Linked DNA regions of Mus musculus: all the other regions are linked to region 1. The links are chromatin contacts, called in public HiChIP or PLAC-seq maps. All regions are on one chromosome and are shown on one strand. The core of a region is the stretch at or near the end of the contact, and the rest is flanking DNA. Distances in the headings are between cores, read along the strand shown.

Evidence for each region. HiChIP or PLAC-seq counts read pairs in DNA pulled down with a chosen protein or histone mark.
Region 2: a contact with region 1 is called in an HNF4G HiChIP or PLAC-seq map of pancreatic cancer cells. The contact joins two enhancer-like sites. A contact is called at or near these places in 2 of 115 datasets of contacts at active chromatin or transcription factors (microglia and pancreatic cancer cells).
Region 3: an HNF4G HiChIP or PLAC-seq map of pancreatic cancer cells shows a contact between it and region 1. The contact joins two enhancer-like sites. A contact is called at or near these places in 2 of 115 datasets of contacts at active chromatin or transcription factors (microglia and pancreatic cancer cells).

What each region holds. Positions count from the first base shown.
Region 1 is chr10:68,248,126-68,252,745 of GRCm38.p6, reverse strand. The region is part of intron 2 of Arid5b (AT rich interactive domain 5B (MRF1-like)); the gene reads left to right. Among named protein-coding and RNA genes, the nearest start is that of Arid5b, 28 kb to the left of the region's middle. Within about 2 kb of position 3,080, at least 207 of the 459 cell types and tissues checked have an H3K27ac peak or open chromatin away from gene starts, as enhancers often do. A contact at or near this core is called in pancreatic cancer cells, where this site is marked.
Region 2 is chr10:67,863,662-67,868,264 of GRCm38.p6, reverse strand. No RefSeq gene overlaps it. Among named protein-coding and RNA genes, the nearest start is that of Zfp365, 47 kb to the left of the region's middle. Within about 2 kb of position 2,239, at least 26 of the 459 cell types and tissues checked have an H3K27ac peak or open chromatin away from gene starts, as enhancers often do. A contact at or near this core is called in pancreatic cancer cells, where this site is marked.
Region 3 is chr10:67,844,712-67,849,427 of GRCm38.p6, reverse strand. No RefSeq gene overlaps it. Among named protein-coding and RNA genes, the nearest start is that of Gm51769, 57 kb to the right of the region's middle. Within about 2 kb of position 3,252, at least 64 of the 459 cell types and tissues checked have an H3K27ac peak or open chromatin away from gene starts, as enhancers often do. A contact at or near this core is called in pancreatic cancer cells, where this site is marked.

The sequences.
Region 1 (4,620 bases), core at 1,831-4,330:
TCAAGACCAGACTCTCTTCTCAAAGATGTGCATGCAGTCAACAGCCTTGGGACTCAAAGACAGTGTTTGACATCAAATCAAAAACAAAAAACAAAACAAAACAACAACAACAAAAACCCAGGTCCCGCACCACACACCTGAGTTCCCTAAGCTTGTCTCTTCTCAGCAAGGTGTCCCAAGTGTGGGCAGCTGTGTCCTGATCGTGTTCCCCTCAAGGAGGTGGATCTTAGAGAAACTGCCACAGATGCGTGAAAAGTGGACCCACGTGAGAGGTGTAGACATCACTGGGTTCCTCTTAACACAAAGAGGGTTTTACTTCAAGGGTAATTTGAGTCAAAAGCTGCATGGAAGTCAAGGAAAACAAAAAAATAAGAAAATACTGTGCCCTGCCGGGCGATGGTGGTGCACGCCTTTAATCCCAGCACTTGGGAGGCAGAGGCAGGTGGATTTCTGAGTTCGAGGCCAGCCTGGTCTACAAAGTGAGTTCCAAGACAGCCAAGGCTATGCAGAGAAACTGGAAACAAATAAACAAACAAAATGAAACATAAATTATTAAAATATAACATTCATTACAAAATAATAGTGTAGTACCCACAGGGGAAGACAGTGATTGTCGTGTGGAATCTCATCACCTAATACGGAATTAAGTTAATTCTTTACTGAATGTAAAAAGGATAAAATGTTTGGACAAGGACACTGATTTTTTTTTTTTTTGAGACCCGAGATTAGGCAAAACATTCAGAGGCAAAAATAAAATAAAATAAAGCAACTCACAACCCATAAGAGAAAAGCGAGTGAGCCAGTGAGAAACACGTGAATCTACGAATTCTTAAATGAAATTCTTGGTCTGTTACAGCGAGACGACATTATTTCTTTTTCCCCAAAGATCTGCTTTATTCTATATTTGTGTGTGTGCCCATGTGAATGCCTGTGTACAAATGCTAGCACATGTGTGACCAGGTACCCCCAGAGGCCTGGAGAGCAATGAGGTTGCTCAGAGCCAGACCTCTAGGTGTTGGTGAGGTGTCTAATGTCAGTGCTGGAAACGAAAGTCAGTACTATGGAAAACCAGCAAGCACTCCTTGTAACTACTGAGCAGTCTTCCCGCCCTGAGAGGGTATATTGTCAATCAACAAATCTGACAAAAGATTTGAGTCCGGAAGTTGCGAAACCACTCAAAGTTCAAGGCTCAACCAAATTTTAAGACTGTAAGATTTAAATATTTAACAATAATTTTAAAAAAACCTAACACCTGAAAACTAATATTTTGGATTGGCTAGTCATGTGGTGAAATGGAACTGGAAACTGACGAGAGGCGAGAAAGCACCATGCACACAGTTAATTAGCAGTGACAGTATCTAGCCATGGCAGGAATGAGGAAAGGCTGTCAGGATGCAAATTGGTAGAGCTATCCCAGAAAGCAATTGGGTGGTTGCTGCGATCCTTCACCCAGGTATTTAGAGACCTGAGAACCTGTGTTTGCAGAAAGACCCCAGCATTGTATCCATTCTGTTTATAATTACCCAAACTGGAACATCCTAGAAGTCCATGTGACTGAGATTGGTTGAGTATAACTTTGTATCTGTCTATCCAGTGGGCACCTGCTCTCTGGAGGGGGATTCAAGCTGTGACTTCAGGCAGCAACATGGCCGGCTCCCAAGGCACTGTGCTGTATGAGAAGAGCCATCCCAGAGGGGGTCTTGTAGCAGAATTCAATGTGTGTGTGACACTTTAAGACAGGATGATAGATCAGTGGTTGCTGGAAGTTGGTGGGAGAGGGGTCATGACCAAGAAATATGAGGGCCTTTTGACGTGTTTTTAAAAGGAACATTTCTTGTCTGGCAATAACAGTATCGGTGGCTATAAGGGTTGGTGAAGAACTTTGTGAACATGTAACATTTTCATGGAAGTCATAGGTGATGAAATACATTCTCAAGTACTAATAGATTAATGAGAATGGCTACACAGTCGTATAGATTCTGTAAATCTCTTTACTGTCTAGCTTCGTAGTGTGAAATCTGGTACCTGCTTCCATCCTCACTCCAACGCGGTGCCTGCCGTGAGCTGAGGGCTCAGGAAAACCCTTCTGTGCTCTTGATGGAGGATGAGTGAAAAAAAATCCAATAGTAACTTCATGAATTTTGATTTTTGATTGGGCCTTGTGTATCCCCTGGAGTGATCCAGGCGTTCCCAAGGACTCCTGGACTGTCCTTTGAGAATCTCAGCTACAATGGACTGAGCTGTATTTTAGTCGTCTTCTAACTATCCTGTCTTCCTGTCTTGGGTTTTTTTTTTTTTTTTCCTGTGTCCACATGTCCTCTGGTTTTGCTCCATGACTTGGTTCAAATTGATCCTTTTTAAAAATTAAATTTATTTAAAGAAGCAACTCTCTATATTTCATACAACTAGAAAAAATAAACTCTGTTTCCAGTCATTCAAATAACCACAAAATAGTTAAGCCAGGAATTATGTGATATATGTAATACATTTTCCTTAATTGTATCTGTTGTGTACACATATATAATATGCCTACACACATAATATACATGCACACATATCCCTTGACTTTGCCATTAATCAATACATAAGTGAGCCTCATTGACATTCTTTATGTCCTTACCCCTTGTTTCCAATGATACATGCATTGTAGGTGGGTACATACACTCCTGCAGATGTGTGTGTGTGTGATTGTGTGTGTGTGTGTGTGTGTCTGTGTTTTTCTGAGAATCATCTAAATCCATCGCAGCGTATCACACTCTAGAAAACATAAAGGCAGCACATGGCTAACTCTGATAAACCTTTTGTGCCGACCCAGTGAATCCTAGCCATGACTGTAGCCTGCAGCTGATATCATAATCCTTTTAAAGAAAATACCTGTCAAATAGTTGCAGCCCAAGAAGGTTAGAGAAGTTGCTTCCTGTTTCATAGCAACAAAGTCCAGGCCTGGGATTTGAACCCCGGCACCCAGGCTGCAAAGTCACCTACATAGGAATCCTAGATTGCCATCGGAGCCTGGTAGTGACTCAGCACTAGGGTGTGTCACTGTCCTTCGGGGCCCTCGTCGGGTACACAAAAGGAGATGGATCAAATCAAGATGAGTCCACTGAAATAGCTGGTGTCAGCACCCAACCGAGCAGGCTAGGGACCTGACCTGGATGAAACTCTTAGCCTAGAGGGGATTTCACATCTTGAAAGAAAGAAAGAAAGCATGTGCTGTTTGCTTTCTGGTGGTTTCAGTTGCTGGTTTTGGTCTTGCTTGTTCCTTTTTTTTTTTTTTTTTTTTTCATCTCCTTCCTTGTTTTGTTTTATAAGAAAAGATTGAAGTCTAGGTTTTTGTGTTGTGTGTAAATTTTCCAACCTTTATCACATGCGGAAGGGCCTTGGGGGTTGGCTGCTTTGTGACTTCTGGCCTGGATTATCTTTTCTGACTTAGAGAATTCGTGCTCCAGTGAACTGTTTTTTTTGTTTTTTTGTTTTTTTTTTTTTTTTTTTTTTGTACAGTGGTAGAAATCAAATCCTAATTACGGAAACAGTTTAAAGCAATGGTGAAGAGGAAAAGGAGCTAGTGAGCGTCTTAACATGTCCTACATAGCTATTGATTAAACTCTGGGTTAATTGAAAAGTCAGGGTCCATTAACAAAATAACAACGTGTATTTCTTTGTGATCCTTCTGCGTTGTCTGTGAGTGAATCGGGGATATTTATTCAGTATTTATTCAGCACTAATTCTCAGTTTGCTGAGAGCTCATGGAATCATGGCATGAGCTTATTGGAATTCTTTTCATAGACACAGAGAGACTTGCCCAAGAACGGGCACTATGAGAAAGTTAGTCAGCCCTGACTCAGAATAATAAGTATGAACATGTGACAGATGCCATTGTGTGCTCAGAGGAAGGCTTCCCGACACATTTTTCACATACACGTGGGTCGTTTTGTTTCAGAGAGTTGTGTGCTGTTTCCAGCTCTTATCAGATTTCCTCACTTTTAACAATGGTGAAGAGATGCCCTCTCTCTAAATCCACAGTAAAACACAAGGAAGGCTGTGTTCACAATTAACCCCAAGCCAGGTTTTTGATTTATATGTCTGTGTGAATTCCTGCCCCTGCCTCTGTGTGTGTGTGTGTGTGTGTGTGTGTGTGTGTGTATGTGTGTCTAAGTGAGTGAAGGGAGAGTCCAGGGCGAATCTAGAGAGATAATCTTGAAAGACAAGTTTATTCATTAATGACATCATAAGGATTGTATTTTTCTCTTGGTTAATAAACTATTTGTTCGGCGGCTGCTGTACTCCAGCCAGGTCTAGTCATGTCGTTTCTCGGAAAAGATCTGAAGCAACTGGTAATTGAAATGATAATAATCATTTGATCTATTTGAGAATAACACTCATCTCCAAAGTTGTCTATTCTAGGAAGCCTTATTTGGTCAAAATGTTGCCAAATTCCATTTGTGTTCATGTGGAGACTAATATACCATGATACTTAATTATTTTCCAGAACATTCTAAATGCTTTCCCTGGTATGCTCCCTCCTCCATCCCAGAAGCTGTCCCCATATGCTTTGAAACAATACCCAGCCTGGATTTTTTTTTAATTCTGACATTTCATAATCATCATGTAATAGCTATA
Region 2 (4,603 bases), core at 990-3,489, 380 kb after region 1:
ATATATATATATATATATATATATATATATATATATATATATATATATATATATAACCACTTCAAACTCACATGGAGTCTCATACACACACACAATTCTTATTTCTCTTTACAATATTTCCTCAATATCTTTCTATATTAGCGAGTAGAGATCTTTTTGCTTTTTAAAAACAGTGATGTAATCCACATCTTTACACCTCTTACATGGTATATAACATATGATCTGTTATATGTCTTTATACCTGCTACTTACACGTTATTTTTAAAATTTACACATTATTTTTTTCAATGGTAGCAGTTAACGTAGCCTGTGTAGATCATAGGAAATCTATGCTGTGTGCAAATCACACAGGTGGTCTAGTGTGTTTTAGGACAAACTTCTAGGTTAACACGTATATGTGGGCTTGCAGAGGACTCAGTTGGTGCAATGTCTGCTGCACACAAGCAGGAAGGCCCAAGTTCAATCCCCAGAACCCACTTTAAAAGCTGAGCATGGTGGCGAGTACTGGGGAGATGGAGATAGGACCATCCCTTGACTCACTGGTCTAGCCTTGGACACTCTTCTGGCCCAGAAGCCTAGCTGCATCACTGCATCAGTTAGATCCAGGCAATGAGACTCCCTGTCTCAAACAACAAACCCAAGGTGGATGATATCTGAGGACTGACACTTCAAATTGACCTTTGGCCTTTACACTTGAGCACCTATACATACATAAGCTCACACACACACACACACACACATGATGTGTGTAGCGCCATGATCTTTCATTGATGAGAACAAAGCAAATCTGGACAAACTTTGGAATATAAAAATGGGACTAATCAATGGTCACTGGAGGGATTTTAAAACATTAAATGGGACTTACAGGACCTCTGTAATTACTGTGCCTATATTTTCCATCGATTTGATCCAGTGTTGCAAGACTGTGAATGTCCAACATAAGAGAGAGGCCAGTGCTAGTCTGCTGAGAAAAGGTGGGAAAGTTTGAAAGAGCCAATTCAGAGACAGTTAAGGGTCAGGATGGCTCCCAAATACATCAGTTAATATGATCAAAAGGATTCATTGGAAGCAATCTTGCTTCAAATGATAGGAAAAAGCATCCGTCTCCAGAATATTGAAAATATTTTTTTAATTATTTACTTAGACATTTATCCTCTGTGTGTGCCCAAGTGTTTGTGTACCATATGTGTGAAGTACCCTAGGAAGTCAGAAGAGGGTATCAGACTTTCTCCAGCTTACAGGTGATTGTGAACAGCCAAATGTGGGTGCTATGAATTGAACTAGGGTCCTCTGGAGGAGTAGTGTAACCCCCTCAGCCACCGAACTGTGTCTACAGCCCCTTAAAAATTTACTTTTTTATTTCTATTTTTGTATATGTGTGTGAATGTTTATGCAGAGGCCAGAAGAGGGTGTCAGATCACCTGGAACTGGAGTTGTACACAGTTGTGAACTGCCCAAGAGAGGTAGGAACCAAATTTCGGTCCTCTGGAAGAGCAGAAAATGCTCGCAACCACTGAGCCATCTCTCTAGCGCTACCACATCCCATGTTAAAGCCTAAGATTGACTTTAAGCACTCTCACAGTAAGCCCAGATTTGGCACTCGGTCGCCAGTCATTACGAGGCTTAGCGAGTCTAAGGCTGTGATCCAGAAAAACCTCTCCACACTCTGCTTCTCCTCTGAAGGCCCAGATTAGCAGGGGAATCAAGCCAAAAGGAAGTACACTTCGCTGGAGTATGAGCCGCTCTGTGGAGACGCTTGATCTAAGTTCGTCTCCAAAGAGGAATAAAACAGGTTGAACTGTGTCGGTGGTTTCATTGATAGAATGCTTCTCTACCATGCACAAAGTCCCTGGGTTCCAGTCCCACACAAACATGGTGTGGTGGCACATACTGTAATCCTTGGGAGGTAGAGGTGGGGCGGCGTATCAGAAACTGAAGGTCATTCTTGCTTACAAAGTGAGTTTGAGGCTAGCCTGGGCTACAGAAGACCTAGCTTTAATCAAAGTCAACATCGATGACATCAAAGTAAATAAAAACACACACAAACCTCCAAATACCCAAGGGGTAAAGAGAAGGGTCCAAGATAACTCCATCAGAGCTTGCGAGTGATTAGAATGACTAAGGGGTTTTTGGAAGCCCCAGAAGTTGGGTTCGGAAGTTGAATTCCTTCAGACAGCGGGTGACTCACTGACTTGGCCATCACAGTGGCTGATTCACCTGCTCTCGGGTCAGTTGCCTAACAACTGGGGCTGGCCGGATAGTTCTGTCTCATCGACTTCAAGACTGCCCCACCCAGGGGTCCATCCCATAATCAGCCACCAAAAGCAGACACCATTGCATACACCAGCAAGATTTTGCTGAAAGGACTCTGATATAGCTGTTGCATATGAGGCTATGCCAGTGCCTGGCAAACACAGAAGTGGATGCTCACAGTCAGCTATTGGATGAAACACAGGCCCCTAATGGAGGAGCTAGAGAAACTACCCAAGGAGCTAAAGGGGTCTGCAACCCTATAGGTGGAACAACAATATGAACTAACCAGTACCCCCAGAGCTCGTGTCTCTAGCTGCATTTGTTGCACAAGATGGCCTAGTCGGCCATCACTGGGAAGAGAGGCCCCTTGGTCTTGCAAACTTTATATGCCCCAGTACAGGGGAAACACCAAGGCCAAGAATTGGGAGTGGGCGGGTAGGGGAACAGGGGGTGGGTGTAGGGGACTTTGGGGATAGCATTTGAAATGTAAATGAAGTAAATACCTAATAAAAATTCAGGAAAAAAGTATCAAGCCTTTAGTATACACACACTAACTCTGATGTCCTTCTTAGGAGAAACTCCACAGTGCTCTGGCACAGAGATGGCCTTCAGGAAGGACAGCACTTGAGTAACGCCTTTCAGTCGCTGCTGTGAAGAATTTGCTCTGAGCATCTCGCCTAGCTTCTTTCCCCATCCAGAACTGATGGGGGTGGTTCTGACAGGGAGCCAAAGTGAGTTGCAGGAGCCCCAACAGAGGACCAAGGAGTGTCCCAAGATGTTGCCAGCAAGGCTTCCTTTTTAAAACTCAAAATTCAGTGTGAGCCTCAAATACACTGAGGGTGGAAATCTGGATACTTCAGAAAGAGGGGGTGTTGAGAACAGTCAGCCTAGACCTTCCTTGGAAATACTGAGTAGGGAGTTTCCAGTCCCCTTGCTCTATGTATTCAATATAGACCTCTCTCTCTCTCTCTCTCTCTCTCTCTCTCTCTCTCTCTCTCTCTCTCTCTCTCTCTCTCTCTCTCTGTAAGATGGAAAACAGATGGAGCTGTTCTAGAGAGATGGTTGGTGTACTGGCTAGTTTTGTGTCAACTTGACACAAGCTAGAGTTATCACAGAGAAAGGAGCCTCCCTTGAGGAAATGCCTCCATGAGATCCAGTTCTAAGGCATTTTCTCAATAAGTGATCAAGGGTGGGAGGGTCCATGGTGGGTGGTCCATCCCTGGGCTTGTAGTTTTGGGTTCTATAAGAAAGCAAGCTGAGCAAGCCAGGGGAAGCAAGCCAGTAAGTAACATCCCTCCATGGTCTCTGCATCAGCTCCTGCCTCCGAGTTCCTGTCCTGTCTGAGTTCCTGTCCTGACTTCCTTTGGTGATGTGAAAGTGTAAGCTGAATAAACCCTTTCCTTCCCAGCTTGCCTCTTGGTCATGCTGTTTTGTGCAGGAATAGAAACCCTGACTAAGACAGTTGGCAATTCGGAGTGTTTGGTTCCTACACAGGATCTGAATTCCATTTTTTCCTGTTGGGCAGCTCACAGATGCCTCTAACTTTAGCTCTAAGGGGATCTGAGTTTCTCTCCTGGACTCCTTGGGGCACACACATGTACAAGTGCACATCCCTACTTACCTATAAACACACATGCATGTACACACACACTGAAATAAATCACAAAAAGAGGAATGTTGGCGGTAGGAAAGCTTCCCGATGAAAACTGGAGGCGCTTGAAGAGCTGTTCCAGATGTCTACCCAAGCTTCAGTTGCTTCGTTTGGTAAAGTAAAGGGCTGTGTACACGGACCTGCGTTTCCTAAACGTCCTTGAACAAAAACATCACGAGGAGTGGTGTTAAAACTAGGACAGCGCATAGCCTTACCCAGGTGAGCTGAATGCAAATCACTAAGGCGGTGCTGAGAATCTAAGTGACTTCCTCTGGACTAGCCCACTATGGAGACAGCCTGGCTCTGACCACGTAATCTGGTTAAACTCCAGAATGAGGGAATGGACCTGCCTCTTTCTAAGAGGTCGTGTCAACGCAGAAGAAGAGCAACAGAGCTTGAGTCTCCCAGGTGGGGTGCACCCAAGGCCATGTCCTTCTACACTATATCTTAGCTCAGGCTAACCCCCTGTCCATACCTTTCACCCATAACCTAACTTGAGTTTTTGATTCTTCTCTAATCTAAAGGGAGAAATATGGAGAGATGAGGGCCATGGTGTGTTGAAGGACCGCTGAATCCTTGCAGGGGAGATTGAGAAGGACTTTAACAACACCCCACCCCCACCCACCCCCACAGCAAAATGAGTTTCCAAACAGGTGAGGACTTAACCAGGCTCTTAGCCCAGAGTCCAGGTTTCCTGAT
Region 3 (4,716 bases), core at 2,003-4,502, 400 kb after region 1:
GTTCACACGCATGCAAATGTGCATGTACTTAAAAATAAAATAAAAGTCGTTTAAAAAGTAAAGTGAAGTTGTTGCTATTAGAAGCAGAACTTTTATTCACTGGCTAATTGTCTTTGCAACTTTGAATGTTGGCCAGGTTTTATTGCTTTAGTCAAATAACAAGAGTATGTGCCTTTCACTATTGGAGGTGGAATAGTTTCCTGAATGGCAAAACACATCAAATCTTAGAAAATGTTGAGCCCACCTGTGAGAAGAGAGGAGGGCTCTCAGTCGTCTGAGGGGGCATATAGGAAGCCCTTCGTCGCCCAAGGGAAACAGCTACTCCTCCATTTTAGTTTGTGCACGTGATGCTATTTATCGGTTGTGTTATTTTCCTGTTATATGGCTCAGGGTTGGTTTCTGTGTCTCTCTTTGCCTGGGTTAATATGAACATCCCTCCTTGGTGAATTCTGTAAAAAACAGAATAGTGGCTGTATCTAAGGGGAGGGCGGGCCTGTAGACAGAAGGGGTCCAAGGGATCTGCAGTGTGGGTACCCAAGCCCTGTTTCTCGTTCCACCTGTGGTTAGAGCAGTGTTTACCTTATTATTTTGTGGAACTGCCATCTATGTATTTTTACATTTTACAATAAACCTCTAAACACATAAAGATGTTAAGATTTGACAAAGCTATGTGGTTATGTTACTGCTTCTTTCGTTTCAAAATTTACTCTAATTTTTTTTTTATTACTGGGTTACTTCATGATACGAGTTTTAACTTAAGTCTCCTTCTTGATTTCCAAATTTTCTATAAAAGTAAGACATTTGCTTTTGTTTGTCATTTATCGATCTTTTTAGAAACCACAAAAACAGTCTTGCTTTATGGTTCAGGCTGCCCTAGAATTCATTATGTAGTCCTGGACAGCCTCTATCTCTGGATTCTCCAGCCGCATCCCCAGAGAACTGGAATTAGACGCGTGCATCACAGTGCCCCTCAGAGGACCAAGGTGGGTTTCTCTTCTTTTCTTTTACCACTTCATGATGTGAAGGCGATGTGCACTCACTGGACATTCTAACTTTGGTCTTTTCCTGGGCTAGCCTTATTCAGTACAATGCTTTCCTTGTGCTGGTCAGCCACGGCTGGCCACGGCCAGCCACGGCTCCCCGTAGTCACGTGATCATGTGGAACAGCACCAGGCTGTACTGTGTTGCTTGAGGTGTTTTGGGCGGAAATATTCAGTAAACTGCATCAAATTTCTTGTTCCTTTTTCTCCTTTTTTCCCACTACTTGTTAATATTTTATTTTATCATAATCACCCCAACCCTAACTCCTCCCACATATACTCCCTACCTCTCCAACTTTGTGCTTCTCCTTTTCAAATAACCCACCCACTCTAACCTGTGGTACCATATATAAACTGCTAGTTATGTGGGGTCATCCATTAGAGCATACTCAACCTACTAGGAAACATATTCTTAAATAAACAAATCTAACTCTTTCCCCTTTAGAAGTCATCCACTGTCCACGCTAGACTGTCATTGGAAACATTTTCCTTTGCCTTTTGCTCCTGAGACTAGGTCTCACTACACAGCTCAGGCTGACCTGAGATTCACAATGCTAAGCAGGCTGCCACTTTGGTTAGCCTGATACAGTGCTGTGAGACAGGTACTATTATAGTCCACCATTTAAAGATGAGAAAACATGGATTGGTGAGTATAGCATTCACAAGCCGCTCATCAAGTCTGGGGAAGCAAGGCTGGTTGCATAGGCCTGTAACCTGTGTTATGAGGCAGGCCTCTATGTTCTGATAGCTCCCTAACTCCCTCCTGCTCTAGGGCATCCTTAACAATTGTTGACTGTAAGGTCCTTCATTTTAATTTTATACAGAGCCAGGTAACTTCGTGGGGTAGCACTGACCTTGGATTAGAGGGCTGTGCTATGAACTGCCATTTTTCTGCTGACTTTTGCAACTCTAAATGAAGCCGCCAGAAGGAAAGAAAATGAACTCGGAAACAAAGTTGCCCAACTAAATGAGCACAGAGAACCCTAATGACAGGCAACATCACACATATGAGAGAAAATACGGAAAAATGGATCTGGGAAGGATACGGAAAAATGGATCTTAGTCACAATTTCTGACTAAGTTAAAGGTTCTTGGATACTGTTCTTGGGAAATGAAATAAATAAATGAATTTTTTTTCTTTCTAAGGAAATGCACAGTTCCCTGACATAGAGTTTATTTTACTGCATGTGTCACATGGATCTTTTCTGAAACAAACCATTCACTAGAGAAGGTTGAAGGCTATAATGCACTATGCAGATTTCCTGGCATCTCCCAGCTGGGGACAGCATCACATGACCCAGCCCATACACTTAGAGCAGAGGTTCTCAACCTTCCTAGTGCTGCACCCTTTTAATACATTTCTTCATGTTATAGTGACACCCCCAACTTAAATTATTTCAATTGCTACTTTATAACTGTAATTTTTGCTACTGTTATGAGTCATAACGTAAATTTTGGATATACAAGATATTTAGTATGTGCCCTGGGGGTCTCGACCCACAGGTTGAGAATCACCAACTTAGAGGCTTCTTCCACCCTTGACCCAGTTGAGCTGTGGTTCAAAGGGTACCCAGAAAAGACTGGCTACAAACAGACTGAGGCAGGGTAAACAATGAGTACCCCAAATACGTGAGGCACTGTGTTACCTCTTTTCCCACCTTTCCTAACCTGGTTCCCTTTCCTCTGGTATCAGGCCACTGAGTCTGACTCTTGTCACCCCTTTAAGCCATTGTTTTGCTCCTCCAGCCTCCGCCCGTTCTTGTCTCTTTGCATGAGTTGCCCAATTTGAGCTACTCATTATTAGCTTGTTTAATTTGGCCTCAAAGCCCCTCATGGCTTGGCAGAGAGGTGAAGCTTGGCTCACTCCTTCATGGGTGGACTTGTTCAGCGGAGGACCAGGGCTAGGGTCGACAGCAGTTAAAAAATAAAGTGGAAACGAGGGCAGAGGCCCCATCATCCATGCGCCACAACCCGCTGAGGCTTGGCCACCTGTCTGGAGAGCTTTGAGGCTTCCTTGCCTGGGGAGGAACAAGTCTTTTAGCTTCGTTCCCACTTCTTAATCAGAAAAGAATCCCAGGAAAAACTGCCCTTGCTTGCCATGCAGGTCTTTGGCAAAGATTCAGTGGGCGTTACCCACATTCCCCTTCTCACCACACCCCAGCTCCACAATGGCCACCATTGTCTCCCGAAGGACTTCTCTTGTGCCCGGGGAGACTGGCACAGACAACTCACTGCACCCAGCTGAGGAGTTCAGCCTCTCAGAACTGGACTCAAGCCGTTCCCAACAGCCCACGTTCCACAATGAAGGACTGTCCTGTCGTAGGTGACAGAATGAGTCACTTTCTTTCTTCACTCTGGATTAAGGATAGATACTGAACAATCAAAGTAGTACTGGCACTTAGCCCCGAGGTTTGTTTATAGGAGCCCCACTATGTGCTCTCAAGCAGCCAGGAGAAAGCCATTGTTGCTTCTGCTTTGCCAAAGCGGAAACTCAGTTCGCTGTTTATCTCAGGGGTTAGCCCAGATACTCCTTGTGTGCCAGGAAGAGTGTGTCTGTGTTACTGAGTCAGCTCCCTGAAAGCTGTTTAAGAAAGATTCAGTGATATAGGAAGAGCATAGATCCAGACAAAGAGAGAAGAAAGGAAGATATGAAGACAAAGAGAGAAGAAAGGAAGATATGAAGTTGGGAAGAGGTAGAAGGGTGAAGAATGGGTTCGATAGAGGGAAGAGTAGGGTGCATGCATATGATAAAAATACATTGCAAATATATTTAAGATTCTCAAAGAATTTATACATAATATAGGTTATTATGTATATACATATACATATGTATACATATACATATACACGCATTCATATATACATATATACACATACCTATATACAAATACATATATATACATATACACATATACATATATACATATTACATGTATACACACATACATACATATACACATATACACATTACATATATACATGCATACACACATATACCTATATATACCTATTTAATCATGTGTATATTTACACATACATATATACATATACCTATATGTAGACATATATTCACAGACATATATACACATGTACATATATATGTACATAGACATATATACATATATACCTATACACATATGTGTATATATATATTAAAAAAGAAAGCACAGGATAGAAGGAGGAAACAGTATTCTTTCAGAGATCCTTTAAAGCATAGGCTACGGGCAGGTTTGATTGGGACCCTGTGAAAGATCCAGCTCTGGACCAGGGATCAGGGAAACTACTGGAGGTTGGGAATGAGCTCTGATACTTCAAAGGGAATTAATTGCCCTCAGATAACAACATTGCAGTCTTTAATTTTTAAGACTTATTTATTTATTTGAGTATAGGGTGGGGTAAATGTGTCGATGTCAGAGGACAATTTGAAGGGGTGATTCTCTCCTCTCACCATGTGGGCTCCAGAGACAGAATCCAGGTTGTGTGAGAGGCAGCTTTGCCTGTTGAAACATCTCACCAGCTTAATAGATTTTTTTTTTAAGCTATGAAAATCTTGATGAGAGTAAGAGAGAAAATGCAATATGGAGTTACTTGGCCTGTTTGTTAGAATAACTGGATGTTGCATATCTAAAACTGTAGTGCTTGCATCTTACCCTTTCAAAAAATATGTTTGTCTCTA